2 separate regions of the Oryza sativa genome follow, and region 1 is linked to region 2. The links are chromatin contacts, called in public HiCAR-type maps. All regions are on one chromosome and are shown on one strand. The core of a region is the stretch at or near the end of the contact, and the rest is flanking DNA. Distances in the headings are between cores, read along the strand shown.

What was found. HiCAR-type assays count read pairs that join an accessible place to other places.
Region 1: a HiCAR-type map of leaf shows a contact between it and region 2, with 2.5 times the contacts expected there. The contact joins the promoter of LOC4349979 here to the promoter of LOC4349963 in region 2. A contact is called at or near these places in 1 of 15 Hi-C or Micro-C datasets (seedling) and 1 of 4 datasets of contacts at active chromatin or transcription factors (leaf).

What each region holds. Positions count from the first base shown.
Region 1 is chr11:4,674,958-4,681,954 of ASM3414082v1, reverse strand. It overlaps LOC4349979 (probable NAD kinase 2, chloroplastic), which reads right to left and starts at 1,775. Exons shown (of 8, transcript NM_001423177.1): 1 at 1,458-1,775; 2 at 1-1,092. The coding sequence starts at 1,643. It overlaps LOC4349978, which reads right to left. Exons shown (of 18, transcript XM_015761495.3): 10 at 6,583-6,932; 11 at 6,140-6,307; 12 at 5,740-6,030; 13 at 5,435-5,615; 14 at 5,178-5,359; 15 at 5,041-5,067; 16 at 4,856-4,938; 17 at 4,302-4,428; 18 at 3,499-4,219. The coding sequence ends at 4,112.
Region 2 is chr11:4,354,059-4,361,109 of ASM3414082v1, reverse strand. It overlaps LOC4349963 (NAC domain-containing protein 71-like), which reads left to right and starts at 4,612. Exons shown (of 3, transcript NM_001423173.1): 1 at 4,612-4,875; 2 at 4,965-5,260; 3 at 5,809-7,051. The coding sequence starts at 4,710. The coding sequence ends at 6,336.

The DNA.
Region 1 (6,997 bases), core at 526-3,025, 320 kb before region 2:
ACGTGCTGTTTCAATGTCTATGTCACATGTTTCCCCCTCCATGGTTCTATCGGATTCCAGAGGTGTACCGTTTTCGCTACCTTCTGAGGAGAAACCTGGGCTGTTTGTGAGCTGTTCTGTTTGATCATTCCTCACATGCTTACCATTCCCATTTAATGAACGGTTCTGAGTAGCCAGTCTCTCAGCACGAGTGACGTACTGCTTCCATCTCGAAACCATCGCAGATGTCCTACTAATCCCTTCCTGGCTATGAAGATAAATGGGTTTCTTCGCACTATCAGACACAATTTCCGCGAATCGCTGAACCTGTTCAGCAGAGGGCGCAGTCCCAATCTCAACAGGCAAATTCACCACCTCTATCTTTCCCAATGAGACAGCTTCATGAATTGCTGAAAGGTACAAATCATCTTTAACATCTTCCTCCCGTAGATCAACAATAGTTTTGAATCCCTTCAACAATAACCATTCCAGTCCCTCCTCACTGACTTGCCCTCCCCTCCAGAATGCAACCTCTAACTCATCTGATAATGAATCATCTGGCACAGTTGAAAAGTACACCGGAAACCAATTCGCAAATAAAGTTGGACAAGGATGACCATCAGCCCTTGGAAAACCTGCATCATAGCAGGCATTCTTCAGCCTCTGCAGCTTCCTCCATATATCCAACCCTCGGGCCTCACTTGGCACAAGGTAGCTGGCAAGTGCAACCTGCATACTCTCACAGCATCGCTTCAAATCCCCACGGAACAAGGCGAGAGGTGGAATCTTATCCATTGTGCTGTCCTCAGATCCCTGAAATGCACTCGCAACACCTGATCGACCTGAGAGCACCTCTTTCCGGCCCCGGTTCAGCAATGCCAGCATGCATCCGAGCACGGCAGCGACCTTGTCCTCCAGTACTGGCAGGTCCTCGGTTTGCACATCATAGCGGACAGGGCACTCCCCTGTCTCTGGATCACAGAGTGCAGACATGACCGCAGTGTGGAGCTGCTCAGCTGCACGGAATATGCGGCAGTATGCCTCAATCTCTGCAATGTCGCCGGGCACCGGACCCACCCACAACAGTTGGGACAGGTCCCTTGTGTGATAATTCTACAAGAAATCACTTGATCAATCAACACATAATCATTTCACTTCAAACCTAATGAACTAGAAATCAAACTTCATATGCAGCTATCGGTACAAACAATCGAGAAACAAAAATTCAAGCTCATTTGTAGAGTACTATCAAACTGTTGTACTAAATGCACCCCAAGCCAGAGTACCAGATGATCTCAAGGTGAACAAAAGCACAGGTCATCACTCATCAGCCATATGTACAAGAAAGCAACGGAAATTGATAACTAAAAATCAAGAACTACTACGCTGCAACGACCCCCAGAAAGCAGCGCGGCAAGGACCGCCCCGCAGATATTCGACGAAATGCTCACGAGCGGCGGGCGATCGAACCGACGAACCTGGGAGTCGAGCCCGATCCGCGAGCTGAAGAACGACGCCCGCGCGGCGACGACGCCGCGCCGCCCCGCCGCCGCCGGCCTCCACCACCACCTCCCGACGACCCATGCGGCCGCCCGCTCCCCGGCGAGCGGCGGCGGCGGCGGCGGAAGCTTCGCGGGCCCGTGCCGCGCGCAGACGGCGAGCATCAAGCAGGGTCCCGCGGAGCCGGCGAGGACGAGGACGGAGCCTTTCGCGTGGCAGCGGCGGCGGCGGCGGCGGCGGAGGGAGCGCGTCGCTGTCGCGGAGGTTGTGTTCTCGGCGCGCTCTCCGATGGCATCCACACAAGTATTCGGCGGTGCGTGTGTAAAAAACTTAAAAAACCGTGGCTTTTTTGAGGGAGTAAGAAAGGTAATACTATTTTTATTATACTAGTATAATCTACTCCCTCCGATCCCATAATATAAGGGATTTTGAGTTTTTACTTGTAACGTTTGTCCACTCGTCTTATTCAAATTTTTTTGAAATTATTAATTATTTTATTTGTGACTTACTTTATTATTATATACAGTACTTTAAGCACAATTTTTCGTTTTTTATATTTGAAAAAAAATTTGAATAAGACGAGTGGTCAAACGTTGCAAGCAAAAACTGAAAATCCCTTATATTGTGGGACGGAGGGAGTATTATAGTAGTCGGTGGGTCATGCTGCTGCAGATGCCATTGCCAGATGGAAGAACACACAACACAAGCACAAAAAAAACAATGAAATTTGAAAGAAATAATAAAAGATGTAGTACACAATAAAACTTGGAAGAAGTCCGTAAGGAGGAAAAATTTTGTAGGCTTTTCTTTTTCTCTTTTGAGGTTGACATTTTTGGAGGTTTGTTAAATGGATGAGGTTCAAGTTGGGGATTATCATGGACCCACAATATGTGGTTGAGTTTCTAGACTGTTGTAGTTCAGTTAAATTGATGTGAAAAAAAGGAAAGAAATAAATGGCTTTATCCTTTGTTAGGAACTTTGGGGTGAAAATGATTTGTGTTGTCGAGGATTTTGGGGATGAAGAAGTTAGGAATCACTCGTGTTATGTCCAAAGTTATAGTGCCTTGTTGTTTGTATTTAGATAAACTCACTGCCTATAAGGTTTATTGCTTAGAATTGGACCTTTTTTTTTTATGAAGGGAGTATTTCATTACACAAGGGAACTCCTTATAGGAATTCATAAAAGTTTTCCACTAAATAGTCCTAACCTGTGAATCGTGAGAAGTAGGATGAAACCGGCCCCATTGTTTCGCTTATTCGAGCAGCATATTTACAAACGAAAAATAATTATTGAATAAAACTTTTATATACGTGTTCTTACTTCTTAGTGATCTAAAAGCAAAGGCTGAAAAATAAATTTCAATGAAAAAAAACCCTAAAATCAACTCCAAATAAATTTAAGGTTGAATATTTAAATTTTAGCTGATAAGCATAAGCGAAAAGACAAGACAACTACTACCTCCGTCCCAAAATAAGTGCAGCCGTGGATATCCGTGCCCAACGTTTGACCGTCCGTCTTATTTGTAAAATTTGTGAAAAATTTAAAAATATTTAGTCACATATCAAGTACTATTCATGTTTTATCATCTAATAGCAATAAAAATACTAATTTTATTTTTCAAATAAGACGAATGGTCAAACCTTGAACGTAAATAGTACAAAACTGTACTTATTTTAGGACGGAGGGAGTACAATGTTGCATGTAGGGCAGAGGGCTGGAGGCATGCCACTCTCATCCGACGGCATGTCACGTCTCAAAGCATGATAGGACGGCGGCATAAGTCATCATCACAGAAGTCTTCTCATGCAAACCATCTCCAAATGGCTTCGCTGTTCAAATTCAAGAAACACATGCCAATTTGAATAAAAGTAATTAAGAAATATCCCACATTCTTATCCCCAATTTGATTAAGTAGTAATTAGGAAATATCCCGCATTCTAATTTCCAAAGGAGGCTACTCGTAACTTGCAACTGCAAGTCAGTAGCTCGTGTGGTCGACCAGAATAGATCACGCAACGTTGTGTTACTTACAGACAGATTACTTGCCTGTGTTAAATTTTCCGTTGAATTGTGCAAAACAGCCAAATTGTAATTCGAAACAGGACAAAGTTTGGCCCTTCAGTTCTGGACTCTAACCTGCTTCTCCGTCTTTCAGATCTGCCCCTGTACATCATACGAGAGATGAACAAAATTTGGCCTCTGGTGCTTTCATAAGCCAACCATAACACCAAGTCACCAACTGAGCTGCTAAATACTAGAGTGTACAGCCTTTTTGACATGCTACACGCTCCAGAGCCACTGTACTCAACCAAAAAAAAAAAGAGCGTCTCCATTAGCTTTGCTACCCTCGGATCTAATAATCAAGAAACGTTCTTGGTAATATACAGCTGGGTTAGATTTACTGGATGCCAAAGTTGAGGTACAGGCACTTTGCTCAGTGACATTCCATGAGAATCTTCTGAACTTGGTGACCATTCGCACATGTTCTCTGCCTTGGAATAGCCTCCAGATTATATTCCATCTGTCTTGCACTCTTGCTGTCTTGCTGAAAAATACCAACAAGGCTGGACAGGTAGATTTCATGATACTATTGTTCTTCCACTGCAATTTATGGACAGATCTGATCGTCTCCTAAGTATCGGAAGACATTTCAGCTGCCGGGGTGACATTAATGCTCTGAGAACGAACTCTGTCGATAATCTTTTGCCTGCCAGTCAAATCTTCTTCATAGCCAACGACCTGCGCAATAGACCGGTGCTTTGCATGAGTTGGGCACTGGTGGTATAAACTTGCCAAATAGGAAGCACAATAGACTGCAAACCTGAGACTCAGTCTGAGTTTCACTGAAAGGATAATAGGCAGTGGCTGCGGCAGGAGGGGCAGCAGAGGTGGTGGCTGAGTTCCCACTTTGAACTTTCGTGTCAGGGGTGCTGTGTAGCTTCTGTGGCCTGAATGAAAAAGATGGCAGCGAGGGAAACACATTGAGATGCAAGTGAGTAAATACAATGCAACTATAAAATTTCTGCTGAGTTCTGATAGTAACTGCATATGTTGTTTTATGTGAGATAAGGATTAGGAAAGAGAAACATGCTGATCTGTTCAAATTTGCATGTTAACATTGCAAGCATTAGCAAGCAGATATCTGTGATTGAATAGATCGGTGTATACAGGATTGCAAAAGCTATTACAATTAGGGACGATCTACAGCTTGATAAACAAAAAAAGGAAAGTTATAGTAGCCATAGAAGTTTATATTTGCAGAATAATCCATTATCCCATGTAGTTGTGCACTTTAAGGAAATATACAAAAATCAGAAGTTTCGATGTTCCTGTATGACAGACATGATGGAAAAGGCTGAACAATGACCAACTTACATGTTCAACCAGTGCCTTGAAATGCCAAAAGAGTGTGTATTTTCCTGATCTTGATTAAGAACAGAATCATCGGGTGCAAAAATCTGCATTAGAAGTTAAGGATCCTAGAAATGATGACTTAAGTATGGAGAGTAAACAGCAAAGAACAAGTAATCAAGCACAAATCTCAAATATGTGCAGGATACACTCCTAGGAGGTTGTACGTCCTGAATCTGCAATGAGAAGAACGATGTAGGTTGCTCTTTTAGGCAGTGTGCTATAAACATATGCATCAATGCATGCTCTTGTCTACTTGAAATAGTAATATCTACGAATTATATACCTTGGATGATTGAACCAGTAGGTCCTCTATTGCATCTGCAACATCAGGAACAGGGGTACTATCCTGGAGTTCCTCAGTTCTTCCTATGTTTCCAGATGTATCATTAGCTTTGCCAAACTCGGATAATCGCCTCCTTTTACTAACACCAGGATCATTTGGTTCCTCATTAACAGAGGCATTACCTGCTAATCTAACACTGATAAGTTTGTTCTGACAAAAGGAAATTATTTCTCATAACATGTAACAATAACAATTACCGGAGTTGTATTTTGAACTGCTTCTTGGTAATTGAGATTCAGTATGCGACTCAGAGCAGTCAAATCTGGAAATTGTCTTTGCGGCCTGTGTGGGATATTGACTAACAGTGCATAGACCAGCATCTCTGTCCTGAGAAGTAGGTGGTTTTGGCTGAAACTGGTCAAAAGGGACAATTCTATCCTGCAAACAGTGTGCTATATATCTTTAGGTGTTAATCAATCCAATGGTCACAACTCACAAACCATCATCAACAAGACCATAGCACCCAACAAAAAAAAATGCGTGATTGCATGAAAGATGATACCTGTCTTACACACTCAAAGAGCCACTCTGCTGTTATGGTTGGAATTCCCCTACTATAGTAAGCCTCATACTTTGGACCACTTGCAAATTTGCAGATAAGATGGGTCACTTTCTTTGTTGCTTTCTCTGTAAATTTACTTCCGAGGATAAAGCACAAGTTCTTCAGCAGAAGTCTATCTTTCTCTTCATATTGTGACACACAGAAACGAAAATCTTCAAACCCAGGAAACGGGATGCGACAGCACAAAGGTGAGAAAATAGGATGGCTTCCCACATCTTGGAAGCAGCCCTCCTACACAAAACTTCTAATGTAAGGATTTGAAACAAGTGTAGGACATCAACTGTCTGCTTCTTGAAATAAATAACAGAGTGAAGAAGTGACCATTCTCATAGGGATGTACCTCCAAACATGAGCGTATCCAATGAGTGGAAACAGCAGTTGAATGAGAAGAGTCGCGGAGCATGCTATTCTGTCCGTGGCTCTCGATAATGAAATCCACAACTGTTGATTGTGCATCATCCACCATAATGCCTCCACCTTCTCTGACCCAGTCAACAACCTGAGCTCTCTGATCAAAGATGAAAATGGCCATTGTGTTAACAGAAAATACAGCAAATGAATACAACACATAGATGAATATGATTAAGCTTTTTTTTCTGTAGTTCTGGAACAAAATGTTGAAGGATCAACATTTCTTTTTCTGCAGGAAGCAACTCGTATTACTTTAACAGCATATTACTGTTCATTTGATTGTAAGTCATCTTAAGTGGAAAAGGGAGGTGGCACAAATAAAAAATTGATAGCAACAGCAGAAGTTATTGGCATATTAATGCCTTAGCATACCCGATCGTGGGAAAATGAATTTGAGAAACAAAATATTCTCCCTTTGAAAGTATTTGATGATCTGCTACTCTGCCGATTTATTGCAGAAGAGTTTACTTGAAATTTGGGGTGGTACTCGCTAGTACTAGCCACTCCATTCTGTTGACTTGATATTGCAGACTTCGTTGCTGTCCGGTTACTATTCATGGTTTCATGTTTGCCCCGTGCTGATTTTCTTTCAGATGACAGATCGTTTCCAAGTTGTTTATCATGCAAGTCATTGACGGTTGGAATATGAAAAATTCCACCTGAGTTTTTGGCTGCTTTTGTTTCCCGCATAACAGTTTTTTCCATAACCGCACATGAAAACTCTGAGTTCAAAAGGTAGAAAACACAATAGAAAATGAAGTCAAGGAAAAAATATGATTTAGTGTGA
Region 2 (7,051 bases), core at 3,363-5,862:
ATGCATATGTCCAAAGATTCGATGTGATGTTTTTTGGAAAAAATTTTGGGGAACTAAACGGGCCCTAAATTAACCCACTGACCACTCACAAATTGATCATATATATATGCTTCTGTCGATCATGTACTATTATTGTTACTAGTTTATTGTTGGTAATGACGACATGAACACAAGTTGACCTGGAGATGCATCTAGCTAATTGATAATTAAGCTTGGGCTCTACTGCTCTAGCTTTATAGGTGAGGGCAAGAAACTTGATGCCTGATGCTGGTGCTGGCCGCTGATTCGATCGACCGCAAACAGAAATTATGCAAGCGGCGACGCAATGCCACGTCCACTATTTTATTCAGTATTAACTACTAATTAATCCAGAGCTTTGCTTGTTTTTATGTGGTGTAGTGTTCTACTTGATTAATGCATTGCTTGTTACTAATTTCCACCAACATGATAGTTGAGCGTCGTCTGTAATTAGGGGGCGATCAAAATGATTGGTCTACTACTCTACTGTACAAGTGATGTGCCCATCAATACATATATATGTATGTAATGTTTATCCTTATCACCTTTTGAAGCTAGCTAATATATACTACCTTCACCCAAAATATATGACGTCATTAATTTTTTACATAACATTTGACTATTCATTTTATTTAAAAAATTAGTATAAATATGTAAAGGTACAAGAGTTAAAACTATAGTTTCTTTATGATAAAATAAGTTACAATAAAATAAATAATATTTGCATTCTTTAATAAAATAAATGGTCAAATATTATTAAAAAATTCAGCGTGTCACATTTTTTTGGGATTGATGCATGGAGTATATAAGTCATGGTGTCATATATATCCCTATCCTATTATACATGGACAGGATCACCAGAACTACTCTTTCAATTGAAGGTCCCATGAGCAAATAGGGTGTGTTAAGGGACTTGTGGAATTAGGACTCTGGTCATATATGTATCAATAGAACTTTCACCCCTGAGGCATTTCAGGGCTATCAACCGTACTGATTGGTTTGCTTCTTTCTTAATAATATTATTTTTGTTAATTATGGGCCAATATGGTCCATGTTATGATGCCATCCTTTGTTGTACATGTTGGAATATAGATATACTATATATAGATCTGGCTTATAAAAGATACCCTACAGTACAGCTAGTTTTTGTTAACACACAAGAGAATCTGCAGCCTATTATTAGACAAAAACTTTGATGCTGATTCGATCACAACCGCGGCGCCACATACATTTATTTTAGGTAGATGGAGCTTTCGTCGTCCTTGCATGTTTTATTGGCTGTCATGCTGCACCTAATCCATCAATCAATCAATCACTAATTAACTATAAATGTCAAAACTGCCTTCTTAGCCCCTCTCTGCTTCCTTCAATGGCAAGTGGGCCCGGGCTGCCAGACCACCTTGTTTCTCAAATGGGTAGGAGTGTAGCTATAAGTAGGTTCCCCAGCACGTGAGCTGGTGACTCATCTAATTGGGTCTTTGATTACATATAATGCAACTTGCAACTTCCTTTTATTAAATTCTCAAGTAGGATTAGTGTTAATTAATTGATCTTAGTTAATTAGTGCATGCATCACATATAAGTAGATGTCATGGATGATGCAAACATCTCTAGATCCCACCGTGGAATCTCCAACGCTCTTCCCATTTGCATAAAATCAAAACAGTAGTAGTGTTTAAGACAAGTGATTAGATTATTATTGACGGAATCAACCAGGTGTACCAGCAAGATTATTGGACGAATTGGAAATAGTATATTCCTTTTCCAATGAATTTCGTGGTAAAACCTTTGGAATCAACGTACACCGTTTAGTACCCAATTTGATTGGTTAAGTGAGGATGTATAAATATTTCTACATGGTATAAACTATTTTGAGATGTCAGTAGTAGTAGCTAGATAGTACAACAGTTTTGATTGTGTTATTGTAAAATCCATGTGCTATGTATATATGGTTCCTGTGCAGAGCACCCAATGATCTCTCATGCCAATTGTAATACTAGTAACTTAATTACTCACTCTGTGAAAAACGAAACTTCTACTTACGAATTTGGATACATGTTTTGCCAGACTCAAACACATAGGTTGATTTTTTTTCCAAGACATAAAAATTATTCTACGATATTTGTAGTGAGAGCTAGCTATATGCCTTCTAATCAAGAACAAAATATCTGTATCACAAAAAATACCCTCCAAAGAGAGAATAATAAATAACACATACCATCTTGTATAACTTAACCACGGTGGCAAGACAAAACAAATAATTTATAATTGCTCACTTTTGGAAGAAACAATAACATCATCAAACCAACATAGATAATTCAAGATCCCCTATTTCCATCTACGCAGAATTCAAAGATTCCAAAACAGCGGTACGGGTATGCGGCAAAAAAAAATTCTCCATATTTTTGTCAACCACATAACCCAATCGACAATAATGCGCAATAGACCAAAACCACACGCAAAACCGCAGCGTCAACCGGCCAGAGAAATAGAAAAAAAAATAGCCCAGACATCACATCATAATTAAAGTGATTACATCGATAGGACCATTTAAATAACCCAGAGATTACGACCCTAGTTTGACAAAACGGGACGAAAGAAAATGAATATACCGAGAACGGTGGCTCTTCGAAACCGCATAGGAATTAAAATCTATTGTCACGAGCCAAGGGGCGCAGCCATCGACCCCGTCGTCTCTCTCTCATGGCTAAACAAACATCCCTAGAGGCCAGCATGACAGCTTAGTGCTAATACGTGCTAGCTTTGGTAGTACAAAACTATAAGGAGAGTAGTGACAGTGACATAGCATAAACATATATGGGCACCGAATAATTAAATCTGCCGGAAAAAAAAATGTGCGAGTGGCCGTCGCCGTCAGGAAATTGCCATCATCCGTGACCCATCGTGCGGCTCATGCGCGCCGCGTCGGTCTCACCAAAGGGAGGAGACTTAAACTAAACCCGCGACTATTTCCACGGGAAGTGCTACCCTGTGTGAGGCTGACATGTGGGGTCCCAAAAGATTGACCCACGAAGTCTGTGTAAAAGCGCGTAGCAAATGGGTGAAGAGCAGGGTCGGAATCTCGAGCAGCCGCAGGTCGCCGCATCTGAACCTCTGGTTACTCCAGTTGGGCCGAGGTTTTGTCACTGAGATGTGGGGTCAACTATTCCGGATGGCCCACTGTCAGTGACTGTTAAGACAGAATCGACAGATGAAACAAAAAGAAAGGGAGGACTCGCAAATTTCTTCGCGCCACGCACGGTCGCCTAGCCACCGGTCACCGACACGTGGGGTCAACTCGTGGGGCCCACTCACGCGAGTCCTTACCCTACCTGCTGCTGCGTTTCGCCGCATCGGAACAGGTCAGCCACGTGGGGCCCCGCGCCAAAGGCGTGACGTGACGTCCTCCCGCCCCGCACCGCCACGTCAGCCGGATGCGGCGTTCCAGCGCCGCGAGGAGTCTCCACGTGCGCGCGGGGGTCGCCGGTCGCCGGGCCGGAGGAGCCACCACCAACCACCGTGATGAGCGCGCGCGGGGCCCACATCGCCATGGTCGAGTCGCCGCCGATCGTCAACGCAGGCTGCGTCGCATGGTGGTCCAGCAAGGTCACATGCATGCGTGGATGAATCTAGCCGTGAAACATGGCTGCGAATATGCGATAGGTGCTGCAAAAATTGTGCATGGTGCTGCCCATGTGAAACATGGAGATGCGAATCTCCTGTCAGGAAAATGAAATCCCGTCAAATTGTTTGAATGTGAAAAAAGCTTTTAAAGTAACCTCGAACTGTGTAATTAGAGAAAAAAACATAGTAGATGCTGGTCGTATCATCCGTTCTCTCTCCGAGCAGTATTGTATCACCCGTAAATAAAGTACGGAATATGTTTAATACTAGCTTTCGTAGAGAAAATTTCTCCGTCACAGTTTCGTCAAGACATTTTAAAGAATTATTCTACCTGCTGGCCACCTTGCCATAAACGAAAGTTGACCAAACTTTGAGTATATATTCATAAACAAATCACCACCATAATTAAATCAACGGAATCACAACTAATCAATGCTAGTGAGATCAGCGAGCCGTAAACCTATATACAACAAACAGATCCACGGCTCGGAATCTCCATGGCCTGTATTTACCACCAAGACTCCGGGACCCAGCAAGTGGGCCCCACCACATGACATCCCCGAACCCCCGGTCCCACCTGCATGCATGACATCCCCAAGGCCCGGGCCCACCACATGACACATCCAAAGCCACGTGGGCCCCACCTGCCAGGTGCGCGCCCTACATATTTTGACGGCTCAGATGCGGCCCAGGCCCACGCCAAAACAGCTGACGTCATCCATGACAAAATACAACCCCACGCCCCCCTACCCCACATCCGACCGCCCACACGTCCCCCCTGCCCCCTCCCGATGCGCGACACGTGTCAAACCCCTCCTCTCCGGTCAACCGCACCTCACCGGGCTGCCGCGCGGCCCAGCCCAGCAACTTGCACGTGCGTCACGGCGACGCCTCCTACCCCAACCAGTCGACACGTGTCCCCCCTCGCGCCCTCTATATATAGGCCCCCCCACGGCGGGGTAATGTTCCATTCCAAAACTTTCGAAAGCTTCCATTAGCGACTAATCCAGCCTTCGTTAAGGGTGATTAGAATTTGATTAATTTCAAGGCCTCAGATCGGAGATTGAATGGAGTGCGGTGGTGCGCTGCAGCTGCCGCCGGGGTTCAGGTTCCACCCGACGGACGACGAGCTGGTGATGTACTACCTGTGCCGCAAGTGCGGCGGCCTCCCCCTCGCCGCCCCGGTGATCGCCGAGGTGGACCTCTACAAGTTCAACCCATGGGATCTCCCCGGTAAGCAAGAGCAAAAGCAGATCGAATCGAATCGAGGAAATTGAAGTCGAATTCAAATTCAATTAATTGGGGATTTGGAATTGTTGCAGAGAGGGCGATGGGAGGGGAGAAGGAGTGGTACTTCTTCTCGCCGCGGGACCGGAAGTACCCGAACGGGCAGCGGCCGAACAGGGCGGCGGGGACGGGGTACTGGAAGGCGACGGGGGCGGACAAGCCGGTGGGGTCGCCGCGGGCGGTGGCGATCAAGAAGGCGCTCGTCTTCTACGCCGGGAAGCCGCCCAAGGGCGTCAAGACCAACTGGATCATGCACGAGTACCGCCTCGCCGACGTCGACCGCTCCGCCGCCGCCCGCAAGCTCTCCAAGTCCTCCCACAACGCCCTCAGGGTTAGTATTTACTTCTTTTAATTACTTACTTCTCCTAATCTAATCATCTCTTGCTTTCAATCATTTCTCCTCACCAACGAATTTACCCCCATTTTATTTTTTAAAATTCTACAAGGAAAAAAAACAGAAAAGAAATTGCCGTATACTGTATTTGTTCATATAGTGGTCTCAATCTAGAGAGCTCTAGGAAGATATGGGCAAATCAATCATCAGTAGAGGTTTGATAAAATGATTTTTATTTAAAATTTGAGAAAAGAATTTGAAAGGTGTGCCAAATTGGCAAGTTGCAGCACGCCTGAGTTGTCGCTTTCGTAGCATGGCTGTAGCCGCTAGGTATAGGCTCGGATGGCGTCATGGCTCACGCACGCGCAGATAGAGACAAGCCCGCGCCCAACCTTTATCGAATTTAACGTCACCTCGGAAAACGTAATCACACCGAATTTATTTACCAAAAACTTTTTACCACCACCACTCGCATGCATTCCACATCAATCTTGATCACTTTGCTAATAATTTCAGTTTTTTTTTTGGTTAATTTTTTTTTGCAGTTGGATGATTGGGTGTTGTGCCGAATCTACAACAAGAAGGGAGTGATCGAGAGGTACGACACGGTGGACGCCGGCGAGGACGTGAAGCCGGCGGCGGCGGCGGCGGCGGCGAAGGGTGGTCGCATCGGCGGCGGCGGCGGCGCGGCGGCGATGAAGGTGGAGCTCTCCGACTATGGGTTCTACGACCAGGAGCCGGAGTCGGAGATGCTGTGCTTCGACCGGTCGGGGTCGGCGGACCGCGACTCGATGCCGCGGCTGCACACCGACTCCAGCGGGTCGGAGCACGTGCTGTCGCCGTCGCCGTCGCCGGACGACTTCCCCGGCGGCGGCGACCACGACTACGCCGAGAGCCAGCCCAGCGGCGGATGCGGCGGGTGGCCCGGCGTCGACTGGGCCGCCGTCGGCGACGATGGCTTCGTCATCGACAGCTCCCTCTTCGAGCTGCCCTCGCCGGCGGCGTTCTCCCGCGCCGCCGGCGACGGCGCCGCCTTCGGCGACATGTTCACGTACCTGCAGAAGCCGTTCTAATTAACGGAACGTGACGCCTCTGCAAACGCTAATTAGCTCACTAACCACTGTCAGGTCGATCGTGTAATTCTTTTACCAGTCTAGGGTACAGCCAAAAAACCAAAAATTAACCGTGCTCGATCGATCGATCGATCCATGGATCGATGATCGCCTCCACCGGCAGATCAAAATCGAAGCAAAAAATCAGGGAGAATTCTTGGTACTTCCAGTACCTCTCGTCGACACCACGTGTCGGGTTTTCTGCACCGCGGATCCTCGCTGGCCGCATCGTAACGGCGAGCGAGGTTAAAAATAGTGGAGAATTCAAGAACACATCCCTGATTTTTGTTTCTGCCGGATGGGGAGTACCGTGAGCATGGTAGAAATGACTGGTAAAATTTTCGTTGATGATAGGTAGCCAGAGTCGATGTAACCAGTCGATTTTTTTTTTTTTTGGTTTTAGTTGACATGCCTTCCTGATAGATTCAGAACAAACAATAGAGAAGAGAGGAGAAAAAAACACAGAGGAGAAATTCAGAGACCAAAGTTCAAAGTTTTGGAATTTTCAGGGGCGCCAGCAGCTGATGGTATTGTCAGTCGTGTCTAGGTTCGTAGAGGAAATTAAAATGTAGAAGAACGGGTACTTCAGTTCACTTCAGGTTCGTTCGTGCCAAACAGGTCTCTGACACTTTAGTTAGGTTTTGATTTTTTTTTCTCTTTTTTTCTGGTTTTTTGT